Linked DNA regions of Mus musculus: regions 1, 2, 4, 5, 6 and 7 are each linked to region 3. Evidence: chromatin contacts called from public promoter capture Hi-C data. All regions are on one chromosome and are shown on one strand. The core of a region is the stretch at or near the end of the contact, and the rest is flanking DNA. Distances in the headings are between cores, read along the strand shown.

The links. Promoter capture Hi-C pulls out the DNA fragments that hold promoters and counts their contacts.
Region 1: a promoter capture Hi-C map of liver shows a contact between it and region 3, with 3 times the contacts expected there. The contact joins the promoter of Zfp790 here to the promoter of Akt2 in region 3. A contact is called at or near these places in 4 of 39 promoter capture datasets (hippocampal neurons, liver and neutrophils).
Region 2: a promoter capture Hi-C map of liver shows a contact between it and region 3, with 2.9 times the contacts expected there. The contact joins the promoter of Gsk3a here to the promoter of Akt2 in region 3. A contact is called at or near these places in 5 of 39 promoter capture datasets (the C10 cell line, cranial neural crest, hippocampal neurons and 2 more).
Region 4: a promoter capture Hi-C map of hippocampal neurons shows a contact between it and region 3, with 3 times the contacts expected there. The contact joins the promoter of Tmem145 here to the promoter of Akt2 in region 3. A contact is called at or near these places in 4 of 39 promoter capture datasets (cranial neural crest, hippocampal neurons, liver and 1 more) and 1 of 115 datasets of contacts at active chromatin or transcription factors (astrocytes).
Region 5: a promoter capture Hi-C map of liver shows a contact between it and region 3, with 6 times the contacts expected there. The contact joins the promoter of Zfp383 here to the promoter of Akt2 in region 3. A contact is called at or near these places in 2 of 39 promoter capture datasets (both in liver).
Region 6: a contact with region 3 is called in a promoter capture Hi-C map of liver, with 4 times the contacts expected there. The contact joins the promoter of Zfp420 here to the promoter of Akt2 in region 3. A contact is called at or near these places in 1 of 39 promoter capture datasets (liver) and 1 of 115 datasets of contacts at active chromatin or transcription factors (astrocytes).
Region 7: a promoter capture Hi-C map of liver shows a contact between it and region 3, with 4 times the contacts expected there. The contact joins the promoter of Zfp568 here to the promoter of Akt2 in region 3. A contact is called at or near these places in 3 of 39 promoter capture datasets (hippocampal neurons and liver).

What each region holds. Positions count from the first base shown.
Region 1 is chr7:29,814,746-29,817,501 of GRCm38.p6, reverse strand. Zfp790 (zinc finger protein 790) reads right to left here and starts at 1,430. Exons shown (of 5, transcript NM_146185.2): 1 at 1,213-1,430.
Region 2 is chr7:25,236,558-25,239,510 of GRCm38.p6, reverse strand. Gsk3a (glycogen synthase kinase 3 alpha) reads left to right here and starts at 1,660. Exons shown (of 11, transcript NM_001031667.1): 1 at 1,660-2,133. The coding sequence starts at 1,851.
Region 3 is chr7:27,589,909-27,593,030 of GRCm38.p6, reverse strand. It overlaps Akt2 (thymoma viral proto-oncogene 2), which reads right to left and starts at 1,479. Exons shown (of 14, transcript NM_001110208.2): 1 at 1,152-1,479.
Region 4 is chr7:25,304,737-25,307,592 of GRCm38.p6, reverse strand. It overlaps Tmem145 (transmembrane protein 145), which reads right to left and starts at 1,485. Exons shown (of 15, transcript NM_183311.2): 1 at 1,310-1,485; 2 at 430-504; 3 at 238-315; 4 at 59-145. The coding sequence starts at 1,429.
Region 5 is chr7:29,907,104-29,909,803 of GRCm38.p6, reverse strand. Zfp383 (zinc finger protein 383) reads right to left here and starts at 1,287. Exons shown (of 5, transcript NM_001243908.1): 1 at 1,153-1,287. The coding sequence starts at 1,159.
Region 6 is chr7:29,858,665-29,861,556 of GRCm38.p6, reverse strand. It overlaps Zfp420 (zinc finger protein 420), which reads right to left and starts at 1,578. Exons shown (of 4, transcript NM_172740.2): 1 at 1,464-1,578; 2 at 489-541.
Region 7 is chr7:29,982,700-29,985,431 of GRCm38.p6, reverse strand. It overlaps Zfp568 (zinc finger protein 568), which reads right to left and starts at 1,477. Exons shown (of 10, transcript NM_001167872.1): 1 at 1,204-1,477; 2 at 106-172. Gm31735 (a long non-coding RNA gene) reads left to right here and starts at 1,911. Exons shown (of 2, transcript XR_001778074.2): 1 at 1,911-1,999.

The DNA of each region.
Region 1 (2,756 bases), core at 181-2,680, 2.2 Mb before region 3:
CTAGGCTAGTCAGGGCTACATAGAGAGGCCCTGTCTCAAAAACAGAAAGGGAATGGGGCAGGCTTATGGTACTGAGGTTTCTATTTAATTCAGATAAAGAAATGAGATGACATTTACCTTCTAAATCTGGCTGATCTGGACACACACCGTTGCGGCTGTGTCCACTGACTCTGGATGCTATGGACACACACCGCTGTGGCCGTGTCCACTGACTCTGGCTGATATAGACACACACCGCTGCGGCTGTGTCCACTGACTCTGGCTGATCTGGACACAAACCGCTGTGGCTGTGTCCACTGACTCTGGCTGATATGGACACACACCGCTGCGGCTGTGTCCACTGACTCTGGCTGATATGGACACACACCGCTGCGGCTGTGTCCACTGACTCTGGCTGATATGAACACACACCGCTGTGGCTGTGTCCACTGACTCTGGCTGATATGGACACACACCTCTATGGCTGTGTCCCACTGGCTCTTAAGTACTGTGTGCAGCTTGTTTTAATCATGGTGATGCTGCTCTCTGTAATAAACTTCCGTTTATCACCTTCTGGAGCAGGGCATGGTAGTTCACACCTGTTATCCCAGACCTTGAAAGTCAGGAGGACGGCCTCTGAAGGGTGACCAGGGCTAAACAGCAAGATCCTGTCTAAACAACAAACCAACAGAAACCACTTGACAAGAGGATCTGGAGTTCAGGTCAACCTTGGTTATAAAGAGAATTGCAAGCCAGCCTCAAAATCAAACCTTACCTGTGTCTCCTCAGGAACTCTCTAGAGAAGGGACGATGTCTGCTTGGGGTACCCTGAGCGTTAATAACGCCCCCCCCCAAAAAAAAACCACCCCGACTGACAAAACACTGTGTTAAAAATAAAAAGTCGGCTATATTGCCTGTAGATTGCCTACGCCGCACAATTAACTTACAGAAAAATAACAATGCTAATTAGTTATTATCAGCTATACATTTTCCCTCCCACAGACACTCCAGAAGACCGCACTTACTAATCGTAATTTGAAAAGAAAATGAGATTTAGGAAGCTTCCGCTATCTCTATAATCTCAGCCACTCCTGTACAGGGATCCATCCAGTCGAGACCCAATCCCCAAGAACCATTCGATCCGCATACAATGTCTCCTCCCCACAACAGCTCGCTCCACTCACAAAGCGCCACAGCTCGAGCCCAACTCTTGCTCACGCTCATTTTCCTTACCTCGCAGTTTCTCTGCCGTCCAACTCCTCCCAGATCCAGCCGCGCATGCAATCTAACCTCCCTATGCTTTCTCTCACACACGCTCAGGGCTGTCATTGCGTACTCTTGCACCTACAGGACGAGGCTTCCTCTTGGTCAGACTGCCAATGCTGGGTTGGTCTTAGCGCTGGGGTCCTACATTCCGGTCTGTGGCCCCAACTTCCAGCAGGAAGTCGAATTCGGAACAGCCTCCTTAGACAGATTTCCGCCTGGGGATTGGATGACTCAGCCTACTCGAGCCATGCGCCTCCGGTCACCAGCACGGCCTTGAACTACATTTCCCAGAATACCTCGGTTCCCTGGAAACTCGCAGTGCTGAGATAGTGCTGGGTCGAGGAGCCTGATCTAGGTCTATGAAGTCTTTCACCGCTGGGATTTCCTCACGATTCCGACGAATAGCCGAACACTTTGTATCTGTTGTTCAGGCCACAGCTTTCAGCCCCTGACATTTCCAGGCGTTGTATTTCCCTCTCCTGGGAGCCTTTTTTAAGGAGTGGGCAGGGTACTCCTGACAGGTTTGGGGAGAACTTTAGGGATAATGAGACGCCTTTGGTGCCAAGGGTTTGGATGCACCATCCTGTGCAGTGCAATGAAGCTGACTCCGGGAGATCCGGAGCTGTGTAGAATTGTTATCATGTGTCTGGGTGGTAGTCTAGGGGATATGGAGGCAGAGAGGATTCCTTGATTGGTGAGTATGATCGCATCCATTGTGTGTGTGGCTGGAGTCTGTGTGACCGTTTTGTGCCATGCTTTTTTTTTTTTTTTACCAGTGTGAGGTCCCTCGAGTGTGAGGTCCCTGGGCTTTTGTGTTTGTGAGCATTTGCCTAACTTTGGGAGCGTGTGAGGTGACCGACTGAGGTGTGACTGCTTCCCAGTGGACCTTTTCTAATTTCGGTAGAGGTAAGGTGAGGGTGGGGGCAACAGTGACTGTGATTGGCTCTCCCTGTTAAGGCTTCCGTGTGGGGTGGATTGTATTTTCGTTTGAGGCACCCATAGCTTTTGTGTCCCCGTGGTGTGGGATTAATTGGAGAGTCACTATAGGTGAGGCAACTTTGTACCTTTGTGACTCCAGCCAAGGGGACTTGTGTCACATCCTGGGGGTAGACTCTGTCCTTATCTACAGTCACCCTACTTTTGTCTGGTGTTTCCATTGCATAGGAAGCCCCTAGGCTTCTCTGATTTCTTGATAGGTGCTATGGCTGTTGGGCCAAAATGATCTCTGAAATGGTTGAATATGCATCTACAAGAGCCTAGTGTGTGTCACACTTTTTTTTTTTTTTAATTCCCGAGTTCTGTCCTGTAGCTTATGATTTCCTGACATCCCTTTACTTTTGTCAAGATGTGGCTTGTTTTCCTCCTGTTGAAAATTCTGGCCCATCCTGTGACTGCATTCCTGTAGTGTACCCTGAAGTGGAAGTTTAAGGAAATGTCAGGTGATGCAGACCCATGTGATATTTGGAGAGAGTATAAATAGGAGTCAACCCACAGTGACTAGTGTATAGCTA
Region 2 (2,953 bases), core at 411-2,910, 2.4 Mb after region 3:
TATACCTAGGGGCTTGACTTCACTTTTCAACTGGGAGCAGCCGTCAGAGGGCGGCAGCCACCATGCGACTGTGTTACTCCAGAAACTCCCTCTACAGTCGAGCGTGAAGCGTCTGCAGGCTTTGCGAAGAGGGCGGAAGTACCCGTGCGTTGCCTTCTGGATAACGTAGTCTTTAGAAGCGCTAGCAGTACCTTCTGTCTCCATTCCGTGTCCACTGAGAATTGCAATAGGGAAATGACTGAGCAGACAGTACTGTAGGCTTCAGAAAAGCCCCAACAATTAGGACGAACACAGGCTGCGAGTAAAGTAGAGCACAGACTCCGTTTCTGAGGCACGAGAGCTGACAGCATTTTGACCTCTGTCTCTGCGCCCCCCCCCCAGCCCCCAGTTTCCTACTTTGGTGCGACTTTTCCCGGGTATTAATTGATTAACAGGAGACTCGACATACTCAAGAAAGCTGAAACTCCTTCGTGTAGTCGGCTCCCTTCATTCAGATTATCTAGAATCCTGTAATCTAGGAAGAGGATAGACGCAAAAAATTGGGGGTTCAGGACAGAAATTCTCTCTTTTTTTAAATCCTGCAGCTCATCTTCTTGGTCCTAACCATATTGCTAGGGAAAAAGGTAGACTATCGGAAAACAAATGTTCTGAGGCATAGTCGGGACTGTTTACTGTACTAAATCCGTTGAGAATGTAAGGAGACGTTATTCTCTTCTCTATATGTGGTTGCTTGGGACTACTTTTTCTAGCACTCACTTATCGGTTTAGGTCTTAGACCTAGGGATCAGAGAAGACATTGTAACACATTATAGTCTCCCTTGGGAACAATTGTCCTTAACCTTTCACCTACACTCTCAGCCACAGTACTCCCTTTGGACTACAGCTCCCACGAAGCCCCAGAGCCTAGCTTCACGAAGAGTCAGAGTCTACTGTGGATTATTCCCAGCATGCTTCTGGTTGCTGGTAGCTCTCATCAGCCTCGTCAATGGTGAGGCAATATTGAACTTCATTTCCCAGAAGACACCAGGCTCATTGAAGCGACGCGCATAACTCTTGGTGTCGACTACATTTCCCGGAAGGAACTGCGACGCTGCTAGCTGGCCTGAGAGAGCGCGATGCCTATTCTACTTCCTATCAGTTCCTTCCAGTTACAGTATCTACTTAAGGTTTGAGGAGCATCTGAGACTTCATTTCCTATAGTGCTTTATCAACCATTCTACACCTGCAATGCGGTGAGGGCGTGGTGATGACTCCATTTCCCAGTGTGCTTCACAGCCAGAGTACTAAGTATTCACGGGTGCGGACTCGATTTCCCAGAATGCACGCGGTGCAGGAAGTCACCGATGGCCCACAGATTGGGTGGGTGGCTGGACTCCATTTCCCGGCGTGCATCATTCTTGGATGCTGCTCAGTATTGGAGTGGCTAAGATTTCGTTTCTGAGATACTCTAAGGGACTTGCTTTTTCCTCTGTGTAGTGAGTGTGTGGCTCTGACTGTGTTTTTCAAAGTGCTTCCAAGTTAGCTTTTGGCAGAGTCGGGTGACATTAGCCAGGACTCTATTTCCCGGTGTGCAGCGCGAGCCGTCACACCCCGCCCCCAGCAGTCAGCTACTCTGAGGGTTTGAGAACTCCATTTCCCAGAGTGCTGTGCGGGTCGAGGGTGGTGACAACGAAGCCGACGGCAGAGGGACTTCATCTCCCGGCGTGCCCCGCGGCGGGCGCTGGGCCGGAGCCGGAGCCCGAACGGCGCGGCCTGGAAGAGGCCGGAGCCCAGGGGAGGCGGCGGCAGAGGCAGCGGCGGGGGCAGCCCAGGCAGCCCGAGCCCCGCGGCCTGGGCCTGCGCTCGGCGCCATGAGCGGCGGCGGGCCTTCGGGAGGCGGCCCTGGGGGCTCGGGCCGGGCGCGGACCAGCTCGTTCGCGGAGCCAGGAGGCGGAGGCGGAGGTGGTGGCGGCGGCCCCGGGGGCTCGGCCTCTGGCCCAGGAGGCACTGGCGGCGGGAAAGCGTCAGTCGGGGCTATGGGTGGGGGCGTGGGAGCCTCGAGCTCCGGGGGTGGCCCCAGCGGCAGCGGCGGAGGAGGCAGCGGTGGCCCCGGCGCGGGCACTAGCTTCCCGCCGCCGGGAGTGAAGCTGGGCCGTGAGTACTTAGGGGCGCCCTGTGGGGTGGTGATCTGGGTTTCCCAAGCGCATCAAACGGCAACCAGATTCTTTCATGTACCCAGAGAGAAGCTCGAGGTCACCGTGCTGCTTTAAGCCAGGATCGGAGCTTTCTGTCTCCGAGATAAAGGAGTTTGAGGGTTTACCATCACTTGGAGTTTAGATTCAGAATTACCAACACCCAAGAAACAGAGGTCACAGGTCCTATTCTTCCAGTTATCAAGGTCTCGAGTACTTGACGACGTTGCCATCCACAGGAGACTAGGATCAGAGGTCATAGTTACTTGCCAATTTGATCTAGGATTGTTGTCCCCTAAGAGACAAGAATATGATTTCTGTCACTATCCTGTATGAAAAGGGGGCTATTCGTTTCCTTCCCATCAAAATTGGTGATTTGGATAGGATATCCTTTAGAAACACCGATTCAGAATTATTAATGTTTCCACAGAAAAGGGCCAGGTTTAAACCATACGGCCTGACATTATCACCTAACCCACTGAAAACGTTTAGACTTGTAGTCAGTCCTCGATGATGGCAGTAAATAATCACTATTGTTTATAGATAAGAATAGCTTGGGAATAAACACAGGCTTCTAAGAAAGCTCATTGTCAGTTTTCTTTTAAAACAAGGTGAGGGAGCAGGGTTCTTTAGCAAAAATGGAGTGGGGGGGCACAGGTCACACCTCTTATAAAATATGGTTTTGAAGTGGCTGGTACTGGCTCTGAAAAAATAAATAGCCATGTGGTAGTATTTTTCAAAATATCCCTCACTGTCCCCCTTGCAAATTGCCTTTGTTGGTA
Region 3 (3,122 bases), core at 230-2,729:
GAACTCTCACCTGCATCTCTGAGGAGGGAATAGTAAACAGGCTAAAAATCAGCCTGACCTGAACCTATGGTTTTCTAGCAGGGGGAGGCCTGTCACCAGGTGCCAAAAGTTCTCCAAATGAGAGAAACAGGGGCCCCAAATTCTGAGAATAAAGATGCCCCCCCCCCACTTCGCTCTAGAGAGCTGTCCCTTAAAACACACCTTCCGCCCAAAAGGTGACAGGCAGGTCCAGAGGCACTTCTCCTTATCCAAGCCCGATAGCCCCTCCCTTTCCTAGTAGGGAGCCAGACTAGAGATCAGAAAACTTCAGTGACTTCTAAAACACATCTCCACCCCCGGAAGCAAAGAACTTGCCAAAGGATGTCCCACACACCTTAAAGAGAAATAATCTGAGAGGGTTCTGGAGTGGTGAGTGGACAACCCCATGATAAAAAGCAGCCCAGTAACGATCCCGTTTTCCCCAAAGTCATAAAGAAGTTCAAGAAAGGGTGAGCTGAGTGTAAACGCCCACCCCTGCATATTACAGGAAGAGAAAAGCGCTCCTCGCCCACTCAGTATCACACCCCTAAAAGTACGCCCCTTAACACTCACTCGGGCCTCCCAGCACCCTGTGCCTCAAAGATGATAAACATCACAGCCCTCCACCCGACCCTGTTCTCCTCTAAGTACAAAGACTGCTCTCTCGTGTCTAGGTGGTACTACCCTGACTGCCCCAACACGGCCACCCTGGGCCCAGACCCCTCTCCAGAAGCTCCCATCCCTCTAAGTGCACTATAGGAACGGCTCCCAAAGCACCCAAGCGGCACTTGACACGGTGAGCGCCTCAAAAGCTGGACAGGCTGGCACCACAGAGAAGGAGCTGTCTCCCCCGATGTCCCCGAGGGCAGCCCCCAGCCCGCACACTCAGAGAGAGCTCCCCCCGCCGCCGCAGTGGTATGGACCACGGCACCCGCCCCGCGTCCCTCTGGGTTTGTCCCCCCCAGCCCCGCAGCAGGCGCCCCCACTCCGTTCCGGAAGAGGGGGGGAGCCTCCAGGTCCGTGGTCCCCGCCAGGCGGGCACGGGTGGTACGGCCCAGCGAGGCCCCACGGGGGGCCAGGACGCGACCATCGCGGAGGGGAGGGCGCTTGGGGACACGCGCTGGCGTACTCACCTGTCACCGGCGGCCGCCCAGCCTCTCCGGCCGGGCTCTACCCCCGCCCATCGCCACGCTGAGCTCGTTCCCGCTCCTTATTTATGAACTGGCGGCAGCAACGGCGGCAGTGCTGGCGGCGGCGACGCCTTCTCGGAGTCAGGCCCAACGGCTCGCGCAGCGCGGGCCCCCCCGCCCCCTCCCCCCAGCCCCCAGCCCCCACTCACAGCCCCCTCCCACCCGCTGGCCGGAAATACCGCCTTTTCCAGCCACAAACAGGAACTGACGTAGTAGACCAAGGGAATGGCCTCAGAAAACATCAGACCGCAAGCGCAGGAACTAGGAGGCAGGCAGGCTCAAGGCAGCGCGCCTGCGTACTTTAGGCACCCGTCACGTTAACTTTTTATTTATTTATTTTTTTTAAGAGCCCCGTTCTGAGCTGGGGGGGCGGAGGGGGGGGTAGCATTACACATGCGCAGTAGGACACCAACAAGTAGGCTTTCCCCGAAGGCCCAGTGATTACTTCCCGGCAATCAAAGGGCTTTATTTACATATGCTTTGATCTTGTTTTATTCTTCTCTTTCCTGCCTTCCTAGTTCCTAGACCAGCGGTTCTTCACTTGGGAACCTCTCACAGGGGTTGCCTAAGATCATCGGAAAATTCAGATATTTACATTATGATTCATAAGAATAGCAAAATTAGTTATGAAGTGACAACGAAAATAATTTTATGTTTGGGGGATCACCACATGAGGAACTGTATTAAAGAGTCACATTAGGTAGACTGAGAAACACTGTCCTAGACTTTCTTTTTTTCTTTCTTTTTTTTTTTTTTTTTTTTTTTAACTTAATGTATGAGTGCTCTGATCTGCAGGCCAGAAGAGGGCATCAGATCCCCTTATAGATGGTAGTGAGCCACCATGTGATTGCTGGGACTTGAACTCAGGACCTCTGGAAGAGCAGTTAGTGTTCTTAACCGCTGAGCCATCTTACCAGCCTGACTTTTTTTTTTTTTTTGGTTTTTCGAGACAGGGTTTCTGTGTATAGCCCTGGCTGTCCTGAAACTCGCCCTGTAGACCAAGCTGTCTTGAACTCAGAGATCTGCCTGCTTCTGCCTTCTGAGCAATAGGATTAAAGGCCTGGCCTGCCACTGCCAGGCTCCTAGATGCTTACTTATAGAGACCCAAAACAAGTTAGTTAAGATCAAGCACAAAGCAGGGTATGGCAACAGGTCTGTTACTGCATCATTCTGGATGTTGGGGCAGGCCAGCTAGACCTTGTCTCAAAAAAAAAAAAAGATGTTGCACTCAAGCTTTGAGCCACATAACCCCACATTAGAATATCCTCTTCTGTAACTATGGGCTGACTTCTGTATCCACATCTCAAGAATCCACATCTTCAAAACACAAATAACCTTGGATTATCTTACGAAAACAGTTCTTATTAAACTGTGACTTCAAAATATTAATGTCACTTGCACATGATATATATCTAAATAAATGTGGGACTTATAATTTCTCATATGGAGTAACTTGAGCCCATGTAAGACTTAAAACCACAGAAAATCGCTCACAGAAAAAAAGGTATATAGGTTGCACGGCTGTAACCCACCTCTGCAGACCCTGAAACAAGAGGACTAAGAATTCCATGCCAGATTGGGATTCATAGTAAGACCTTGAAATTTCAAGGTTTCCCTTAATTATTGGGGATGGAGTAGATGCAAGTGAGGAGCCAGAGAGGAGAGCATCAGACTGGAGCTACAGCTTCTGACCACTGTAGTCAGCGCCATGGGGAGCTCCCAGCCAGACTCAAGTCCTTGCAAAAGCTGGAGGCTTTTTTTTTTTTTTTTTTTTTTTTTTGGTTTTTCGAGACAGGGTTTCTCGAGACAGGGTTTCTCCATGTAGCCCTGGCTGTCCTGGAACTCACTCTGTAGACCAGGCTGGCCTCGAACTCAGAAATCCGCCTGCCTCTGCCTCTGCCTCCAGAGTGCTGG
Region 4 (2,856 bases), core at 236-2,735, 2.3 Mb after region 3:
GTCTCATCTGCAATGCCACCAGGCCCTAGACCTTTAGCACCTCTGCACTGCCTCGCACCTGACAGCCCGACCAGGCGTACTGAGTGGTGAGATTGATGACCTGGTTGTTCTCTGGCCTGATCACCGACTCCTTGGCCAAACAGTCCTAGGGCAAGGCAGAGGCATGGTCACCCTCTGAATGGCTGTGGCCTTCTGTCCCTGGACACCCCTCACATACCCACTCTTCACAGCTCTCACCTTGTCCCTTGCCTTGTACACCGCTGGCCACTGGGATGGGTCGTCAAAGTAGAGGAGGATGTTCTGACAGCACTTAGCCTGAAGACCCAGAGATTTGGCGGTTGGGGTGTTTATAGCAGTTGGAGAGCTTTTGCCAAGGAGGGCCAAGGGAGTGTCCAGCCTCAGCTAAGGAGAGTGGCTAGGGAGACTCACCTCGGGGTATCGGAATCGGAAGTCCAGTCGTCCATAATCCGAAAGGAAACAAAATCTTGTCAGGAACACCCAATCCTGGCAAAAAGAATCCAGTGAGATCTGAGTCCTTCAAGAACTCAGCTTGACCCTACCCACAGACCCTCAACTTTTCTTCTCTACCCAAAGCCACTTAGCTTCCCAAACACCACAAAGCAGCTAAGTCACCTCCAGAATTCTTTCCAGATCCTTTTGCTGTGTGTCCGATTTTCTGCTGCCCTGGTTTTCTCCCTCAGATGTCCCTCAAGTTTCTTTCCCCCCCACCCCCGTCCTCCTCCTCCCCATCTTCCAGACACACTGAAAAAGACCAGGGATGGCCAGGTGCACATCCCCACCACCATCTGTCCTGGACTCTTTCTCAGCTGCATTCCCCCAGTTACACACACACATGCACACACATGCTGAGAGAGAGAGAGAGAGAGAGAGAGAGAGAGAGAGAGAGAGAGAGAGAGAGAGAGAGAGAGAGAGAGAGAGAGAGAGAGAGAGCAGCCCCAAGGTGGTCCCACAAACCATGCCATCATGACATCCTGGGCAATCTCCCAAACCTTCCTTGCTGGTCCTGAGCAGGCCAGGCAACCTCCACTTGGTGGAGTGAGGGGTGCTGTCCCTTCAGCACCACCATGGTGCAGCTCTGTTCCCCGTAACTCTGACTCTGCCTACCGACCCTCCCCACCCAGGCTGGCCTCGACAGCCACCATGCAACCCCCAACCCACAGCCTTCTCCCTGGTCCGGGCCCCCATTCCTCACGCCCCGGCCCGGGAGGGGCGCAGGGGGCGGGGCGGCATCATCCCCTCTTGGGTCCCGCGGGCCAGGGAACGCTAGGAGATGGCTCGGTGTGCTCACCTCTTTGGAGCTGAGGTTGCCCCGCACGTACTTGGCCCGGGTGCGGGGGTACAGTGGCAGCAGCAAGAGCAGTAGCGGCGGCAGCAGGCGGCGCAGCACGGGCGCGCGGGAGGGCTCCATTCCTCCCGCTCTGGCCTCGGCTCGGCTCCGGCTCCCGCTCCGGCCCGGTGACGGAGGCGAGAGCGCGCGGGCTGGCCAGCGCGCGCCCCCGATTAAAGGGGCCGCTGGACGCAGCGGTCTCCGCCCCCTCCTCCGGGATGGACTAAACTGTCTCCTACTCTTCCCACCTGAGAGAGAACATTCTCTTGTCACCTCACCCCAGCTGTGATCCTCTTCTACAGGCGTCTCAAAGAAACCTCAGGATGCGTGTGTCCTAAACTGAACTCACATTCCCGCAAGCAAGGGTCTTCTTTGGACTGCAGACTCCAGGATTTAACCGAGAAAACCGAGCTCTGTCCTGACCACTGATCCCCAGTTTTGACCCCAAATTATTCTATTATTACCCATTCTCTAGATTTGGCAAACCTTGTGCCCATAGACACACAGAAGATGAGACATTGTTCTGGGACACACACATACACACACACAGTAAAACCTTCTAACAAAACAATCACTCCTGACTGCCTGCCCCACCCCTAGGGTGTGAACCCCAGCTGCTTGAGACAAAGGTGAGATATGGAGGAGCCAGTGCTCTAGCTGCCAGGGCTGGCTTTGTCATGTCCCTACCAGAAGACCTAGGACAAATCACTGGGCCTCTTATCCCTTAGTGTAGTTTGATGCCCCCCACCCCCACCCATGCTGCTATTAATTCTGTCATTTCCCATAGGGCAACTGAGAGTCCTGGGAAGGTCTTCCAGCATCAGACTCCAACAAATATTCCTAGCTTTATCCTTCACCCTCCACTGCAGAAAATTCATTCACTGCTGCTCAAAATGCCATTTCAAAAGCTTTCTGGCTAGACACATCTGCGGGGTAGGGGGACAGGCAATTCTTTGTGAATTCAAGGCCAGACTGGTCTCTGCATTAAATTCCAGAACAGTCAGGACCACATAAGTGAGAATCTGTTTTAAAAATGGGGGAAAAAAAAAAAAGCCAGGCAGTGGTGGCGCACGCCTTTAATCCCAGCACATGTGAGGCAGAGGCAGGCGGATTTCTGAGTTTGAGGCCAGCCTGGTCTACAGAGTGAGTTCCAGGACAGCCAGGGCTGCACAGAGAAACTCTGTCTTAAAAAAAAAAAAGAAAGAAAGAAAGAAAGAAAGAAAGAAAGAAAGAAAGAAAGAAAGAAAGAAAGAAAAAAGAAAGAAAAAGAAAAAAGAAAAGAGAAGGAAAAGGAAAGTATGAACAAAAAGCTTTCTGGCTGGAGATGTAGCTCAGTGGTAATATGTTTGCCTAGCTTATGTGTAAGGTCCTGAATCACATTCCCAAAATAGCAAATAAATGAAATTCCTGGAGTAAGACATGGTACATGCAATTAACCCCAGTACTTGGGAAACAGACTGGTGGATTGCTCCAAATTCCAAGCCAGTCTGGTCTATACCATAGGGAGA
Region 5 (2,700 bases), core at 38-2,537, 2.3 Mb before region 3:
TAAATACAACACCACATAAAACCACAGTGCTACAAACGGGCACAACAGGAGACTCACGGCGGAGTCACACAACAGTTATAATCACTTCCAGTTGCCCTCATGAAATTTTACACAATCAATACACAATACACATTCAACAGAACATAACAGCCCCTAAGACACACATACTGTCAGCTTGACAATTACATGCCATCTTCCAATTGTAGTGAGAATTCTGGAATTTTGGTTTCATTAAAAACCACAGGAATAATAAAAAAAAATTGAAAAAAAAACCCACAGAAATATTCTGAGAGTATGTCTCTGCTTTAATTCCAGGTGCGTGTGGGGTGCGTGTGGGAATATGGGGCTACCTCAAAGCAGCTCATTTACCTGTGCTCTAGCATAGGTATGGGTTTGCCAGTGGCAGATAGTTTCTGCAACTGTGTGGCATTTGAAATTTTGAGGACTTTTCAGAGGATACATAAATGCTAGGGTCCAGACAAGCAGGATTGGATTGGTGGTTGTTCAGGGAGTATGGTAAGGTTTGTTAGCAGTCATGATCAAAGAAGAAACAAATTAGAGTCAAGGATCTCTCTCTCTTTTTCTCTCTCTCCCCCATCTATTTTTCTTTCGCTCCTATCTAGCAGGAGGGTGGTGTTGTGTGTGTGTGTGTGGGGGGGGGGGGGGGGTATAAAGGGTCGGTGAATAAAGGAACCCACAAAGTAACAAAGATCAGCTACATCCAACCATGCTCATGGTATCACATAAAGTTACATAATCACACTCAAACATCCTCACAGTCACAGGTACCCAATACACATAGTATACAAACATACAGACAGTCCCCCTCTGATTAACACTCTTGGAAGCATAATTACTGGCTATCTGATATATCCCTCATACACAGGTGCTATACCGTTACACACAATAGGTCCAAACACATTGGGACACAATCACACACACTGCCACAAAGTTATTAATCACATATAATAAAGAAAACGTGCATACGTACACACACAGCTCTGCGCATGTTCACAGGTCATTGACACACCCACCAAAGAATCCTAAAAATCACAGCCACGCACTCACTGCGTCCTAGAGTCACTTAAGGTCACACTTAAACAGAGCCAAAGCCTCACTGCTGCTCATCCTGCTAGACCAGCTCCCACTGACCTGACATCTCAGATACTGACTGGTATTTCCCTTCAGACCCCAGGGCCGCAGCTTTGGAGCCTTAACAAGGGCCTATAGGCCGCTCGCCGTACACTTTCCCGTCCCCGGACGACGAGGGTCCCGCAGGCAAAAGAAGGGGCTGCCTAGCACTCGCGAACGCTTCTGGGAAATGTAGTCCGCGATTGGAACTGGCGGGGAAGATGGCATCCATTCTCGGATTTCCCGCCAGAGCACGGCCTGAGGCAGGCCGAGGAGCTCGTTCCGCATTTTCAATTTTGTGCGTGAAATTCCTAGACAGATATACAAACTCGGACAGAAACTCTTACAATGCATTGAGCCCCTTCCATGATAGGGGGCCAATCTCAGAGAATCACTGTATGTTTTTGGAGTAGGTTTGCACCGGAAGTTGTGTAGAGTCGCGTGTATTTCTGGGAAATGTAGTCTAAAAAAGGAACTGCGTGGCACTGGTCTCCTGGAACAAAGTTGTTGAAATGATTTCTGAGATACCACACCCTGAGTCTGGACATTTCTGGGCCTTGTAACTCACTGTAGGAATTTTCAGGATGACGACAGATTCTCCGTTTTACCCTTTTCTGTTGGCGAGGCTCAGCATAGGATTTATATGATCCATTTAGGTGGCATATAAAAAAAAAGAATGAATATTAGTTATTAAAATCTATCAGATTTAGGAAGAATTGTAAACGAGTGGTTGTTCCCGAATAGGTATAGGGTTCTGTTATAACGTAGTGAAAAAAATTCTCTTCGAATTTTTATTTATTTTGAGTCTGGGTCTCACTCTAGGCGGACTTGCAAGTCACTATGCAGACTTGGTTTGCACTAAACTCACGTAGATCAGTCTGTCTCTGTCTCACAAATGCTTGGACCAAAGGCAAGCTTCATCATACACTGGGTACACCGTTTTACTTTGGTGTTTATGGGACTCATTTCTATATAAATATTTCCTTTCTTAGCTGCACAATATTCTATTTTATGAGTTATGTGTATGAGTTTGTATATCTAGTCACACGTTTGTGGTTGTTACAGTAATCTCTAAATTAGTTGATTTTAATAAAGGAAATAGAAGCGTTTGTTTACAATTCTTCTCGCTCTCTCTCTGTCTTTTGAGACAGAGTGTAGCCCTTGGCTGTCCTGGAACTCACTCTGTGGACCAGGCTGGCCTCGAACTCAGAAATCTCTGCCTGCCTCTACCTCCCTAGTGCTGGGATTAAAGGAGTGTGCCACCATCGCTGGCTTGTTTTTCCTGTATTTGCCTGTAAAGGTCAGAAAGGGATGTTACATCACCTAGGGTTACAGACAGATTTGTGAGCTGGGAACAGAACTCCGGTCCTAGGCAGAGCAGTATAAGCAAGCATTGTTTGTTTGTTTGGTTTGGTTTTTTGAGACAGGGTTTCTCTTTATAGCCCTGGGTGTCCTAGAACTCACTTTGTAGACCAGGCTGGCCTCGAACTCAGAAATCCACCTGTCTCTGCCTCCCGAGTGTTGGGATTAAAGGCGTGCACCAGCACGCCCGGCCCTATTTCAGCTTGT
Region 6 (2,892 bases), core at 329-2,828, 2.3 Mb before region 3:
GAAACCCTGTCTCAAAAAGAAAACCAAACCAAACCAAAACCAAAACAAAAAACTGAAACAAAAGCTAAATTCTCCCAAAAGTTACATAAATAGTACAAGAATGCTCTTTCTTTTAATTTGAGCATCAAATCCATTCTTTATAAATGTATCCAGTATTGGAAAACATCTATTACAAATTACACATTTTCATTACTCTCAAAATATAAACATCAAATGCCATTGAGTTAATGCATGCCTTTAACCCAGAACTTGGAAGGAAGAGGACGATGGGTCTTTATGATTTCAAGGCCAGTGTGTACTACATAAAGAGGTTCAAACCAGGCAGAGACCTGCCTCAAAAATAAGTAAATAGGAATAAATAAATTGCCTTGTTCCTCCATTATAAGAGAAGACTTGGGTAGGAGACAGTCACAAAAACAACAATAAAGTAAAACAAAGATCGTTTTCTGACATGATAAAGGCTGTTGAGGAGACAAATATCTGCTTACCTCAAACTTCCCTTCTAGATGGACAATGGCCATTTTTCCTCTTCTGTGTTGTACTTTGAGAATAAAAAAGTTAAATGAGATGCTATGTTGTTCTTGCCATATACTCTGAATTAGAGACAACCTCTTCCTCCGTCCCCACAGAGGGGTTAAGTCTTTACATTCTGGGAGTAATTGGGGAGAGACAAAGTCACAAGCAACTCAGGATCCTTTGGTAGATTCATGGTGGGGACCCCCCATGAATTCCAACAAAATTTCACCGTTGTACCCTACCACATCAGGGAAGGATCACAGGTAGAAACAAGAAAATTTCCACAGTCACATTGCTAGTGTCACAATTTACACTGTCAGAGCTACACCGTTGGAGCACTAACTCGTATATAGGACCCAAGCATGTACAATAACCAAACATTCTGTCAGGGACAAATACTGTCAGCGACATTCTTTTACAAGGGTGAACTTCTACTTTCTTTACAATCATGAGTACAGCACACAGCATCCTACAGTCACACACATACACACACGTACACACATAAACACACACGCATACATTCATACACACGCACTCACACAGTCACCCAAATGGGAGAACACTATAAAAGTCACAGGCGACGGAAACAAGCAATCGTAATCTCAGTGACACTATCACACATGTCTTCCGAGGCAAGCCAGTTATGCACAGGATACCAGGTACATCAACAACCTCAGAGTGACATAAACATCTAAATACCTCGCTATAACAGCACCGTTTCTCCACCATACACGTGGGCCGACACCATCAGTCCCAGAAACATCTCTAGTGAGATAAGCAACAATCACACACACCCTTGTGTGTCACAACTCATTCACACACAGCACGCCAACCACAAACCAAGGGTCGCAACAGGCTCCAAAAGCACAGGCTTGTGGCGTATACACGGGAGACACCGCCACCTAATGCCACAGACACGTCCTCCAGACGTTCCTCAGCACGCTCACCTCCGAGGGAAGCTCAGGGTCCCGCCTCCTGCGCCGGGCTCCACTACAGGCAGCCTGCTCTATGGGATGCTTAGGAGATCCTCCAGACACAACCCTCTCGTGACGCAAGTACCCCGAACTCTCGCCAGGAAACGGAAACGGCGTTCTGCTCCCGGTGGCTCTGGGAAATGTAGTCCAATGGCTGGGGCCAATGCCTGCCCCCCCCTCCCTCCCCTCCACCTTCTCTCTCACCCCTCCCTCTTTCCCTTCCACCTCTCCCCTCCCTTCCCCCTCTCTCCTTCCAAACCGCTCCTCTTTCCTCCCTCTCTCCCCCCAATCGCAATATTTGTGAGGTGATTTATACCTGTGGTAATGAGATTTTATACCACATGTGGGGTTGCTCAACAGAGATTCAGCCACTGTAGTTTGTTTGTGAAGGGTCACTACATATTTCTGGAATAATTGACTAGTTGCTCATGATGATCTGTGTTATCTTTCACCTGTATCCACTTCCAAACGACTTTCAAAGAACCCTTAAGTTTCCACTTCATTGGTTTGAAGGAGAATGGCCCCCACAGGCTCATATATTTGGATGTTGGTTCTCAGTTAGGAGATGTGGCCTTGTTGCAGGGGTGTACCTCTGTAGGTGGGCTTTGAGGGTTCAAGCCCAAGTGAGGCCTTAGAATCAGATGTGAGTTCTCACCTACTTGCTCTAGGGCAGAGCCTGCCTGATGCCATATTTCCTACCATGTTGACCACAGACTCACCCTCTGAAACTGTCTGCAAGCCTCTAATTAAAAGTGTTTTTTTCTTTTTTTCAGCCAGGCAGGGCTGACACACTCCTTTGATCCTAACACTTGGGAGGCAGAGGCCAGCAGATCTCTAAATTCAAGGCCAGTCTGGTCTACAGAGCAAGTTCTAGGAGAGCCAGGGCAATACAGAGAAACTCTGTCTTGAAAAAACAAAAGTATTTTTTCCTCCCAGAGGCAGAGTTAGGTGAATCTCTGAATTTGAGGCCAGTCTGGTCTATAGAACAAAGTCTAGGATACTCAGGGTTACACAGAAAGACTCTGTCTCTCTCATTCATATATATATATATATTTTTTTTTCCAGTAAGCTTGTATTTTTCAAAACCAACTTAAGTGTGCTTAAATGCTTTAACCTCCCTTCTAGCCTACCACCCACCAGAGGCAGTGGAAAGGAAAGGTTAATAGGGCAGAGGAGGATGTGGGCTGTTTAGAAATAGTTCTTTGGGGCAATCCCAGTCTTTGTTGTCAGGATAGCAGCAGGCAGTTCAATTCACAGGAATCAGCAGTGGTAGCTCGACTCACTTGTAAGCAATATTCACGAATCAGCCATAGCAGTGGCTTGCGTCCATCCAGAAGAAACCTCAAGGCTCTTCCAAATTGGCCAGAGTCCACAGAAGCAGCAAGAAGCCACTGGAATGCCA
Region 7 (2,732 bases), core at 228-2,727, 2.4 Mb before region 3:
ACAAGAACAGAAACCAAGCCAGTGAGGGGGGTACCGAAACAAGGTAAATATAAACAATAAAAACGTGTTTTCAGTAGTATGATAATACAGCAGAATTAAACTCACCTATTAACAGTCAGGCCAGACAAATGAGTTTAAAAAACACTCAGCTGATATGTTGCTCATGAGAAACCTGAAACATAAAGACAAAGGGTTTGGAATATAAAATTTGTGACAAATGTAATTTGAGAGAGAGAGAGCTAGTGAGCAAGCTAGAGAGCAGAGCTAGAGAGTGCACACAAGAGAGTGCAAACAAGAGCACACTATCATCAAAGAGCACTTGCACTAAACGGTAACACCCAGTATAAAAGTATTTCTAGAGATTTCTTAATGTGGCAAATAGTTATTTTAATAGACTACAAGCTTACCCACACAACTTTTCTTTGGCTAAATATGGACACATTTGAAGCAGAGGTTTTTTAGAGTCTTTGCATGATCTCCCCTGTGCTCCCATAATCCACCGTGAAAAGAAAATATGTTTGGAATCAGTTCTTTTTAACTTGAGCACCAGAAAACAACAAACAGAGAGCAGATCTGAATTTCAACCAAATACAGCCTGGATCAGCTAAATGCAATGAATCTGCTAACAACGTGAACTGAAGGAATCCCAGTTGGTTTGCTATTGAGCTTAGGAATTTTTTTCAGCCATTATTAAACTAACTTCAGGGCTGGGAATGTAGCTCATTGGTACAGTTTTTGCCTGGTGTGATTGAAGCGTTAGATTTAAATTCAACACTACAAAGGTAAAAGAAAGAAAGAAGAGAAAAGAAAAGAAAAGAAAAGAAAAGAAAAGAAAAAGAAAAAAAGAAAAAGGAAAAGGAAAGGAGAGAAAAGAAAAGATTTTTTTAAAAATTAAATAAGCCAAGCAAGCCATTAGGTAATAATAGAAAGAAAAACTGAAAAAAGTTAGAGAAGAAAGTGTTGAAAGGGCGGCAATGAGGAGGGGGAAATCATTAGAAAGTACAGATTTTTTTTCCCCGTAGTTACGAGTTACGCCAAATGCTACACACCTAAGAACTCCGCGGTACAATTGCACACGCCACGCCATCCCCACACTCACCACACCCTTACTCAACCCCTTACCACCAAACATGGCCACGACAGGACACTCGCTCTCGCACAACCACACCCCCTCCAAATCTCCAGAGTAGCACAAACTCTTACCAGGTTTTTGGTTGCAGCTCCGAACAGGCTTGAGTCCCGCCTTCTGGCCCGGAGCTCTCCGCAAAGCTGTGACCCGGGATACTCCGAGCCCCCCGAGAGCCCGCGCCCAGCCCGAAGCCCACGGCCGGCGCAAACCGGACCACCCGTGCCTCTCCCGTGGAGAGGTCCCCGCAGCGCCACCAGCCAAAACCTCCCGAGACGCAACCTCAGAGACGCGGCATGCGGGCCACGCACGGCCAGCCCCTCCACTCGGGCGGCAGCGCGCGCCCGTTATGTCCCAGAGCACAGGTGCTCCCAGAAGGACCCGCGGCCCGACCCAACTTCCGGTCAGAGCTCGGCTGGCGTTTCCTGTGCTAGGGACAGGAGTCATGGCCGAAGGCGCCGAGGTGGCTGAGCCCATTAGCGCGGCGAGACGGTGACGCCGCCGGCGAAGCAGCGCTGGACGTGAGCAGCTGCGGGGACGGTCTTTTCCGGAACAACCAGAGGAGGCGCTGGGGGCGCTAGGTGGCTGTCCCTTTGTGGACTACATTTCCCAGAAAGGCTAGTGGCCTGTCCAGCCTCTCGGCAGGAGCCTTGCGACTGGGCGGACGCAGTGCCCTGGAATAGTTTTTGTGGTTGTTTGTAATACATTCTGATAGCTTTTCTATGAGGACATGAAATGTCTGGTCGTTGTGGAGTTGTGGCTTAAGTGTAAGACTGTGCCTACCTCTATGTGGCATCTTGCATGTAACCATGGGGCTCCTGTCACCCGAGTGGTTGTGACTTCAGAACTCTGCTCCTGGGAACAATCTCTGAGGTGAGGTTTAGATTCGCAAATTGGTCAGGGTGCCAGTTCTCTCCTAATCTCCATTCTCTACGCAGGATGGATAATGGGGACAAGGCTGGTAATGATCTCTGGCCTGGCCAAGAAAGACCTGGAGGGTCACAATTTTTTTATGTCTACTCCCAGTTTTACCCATTGCCAGGTCAGTTACCCAAAAGAGGCAAAGAATGCACTACAAACCACAAAGAGCCGGGCTTTCCTTTGTGCCGAGCCCAGAGTGATCCCAGGTATTGGACGGCCGCCCCCATCTTACTGCATGCCCGCAAGCCTTACTTTCTTTCAAGCTGCAGTAAAACCACCAGGCCTGGGCGAGCTCCCTAAAGGCTGAGATAAGACCTCTGTCTTAGAATAGCCTTGAGCCTGAATGAACATCCTCCTACCTGCCACACCCTGGGCTCCAGAACTAACCCTCAATTTACAAATTCCTTCTTTATTGTTCCCTGAACCTCTGCTCCTGCCTTTATGCTTCAAAAGGAGAAAGGAGACTGCTCTCTCCCTTTGTCAAAGGTCGAAGCTGACTTGTGACCCTAACCAGTTAGAAGTGTTTTCCCGGGGGGGGGGGGGGGGGGGAGGGAACGGGACGGGGGGAGGGTATAAAGTTTACTTGTGGTTTATTTCCGACTTTCTTGGTCCTTTCCTCATTATTTGCACACCCCATGACCCCAACATCTGAATGCCTCTGGAAGTACTTGCTTAATGACGACTT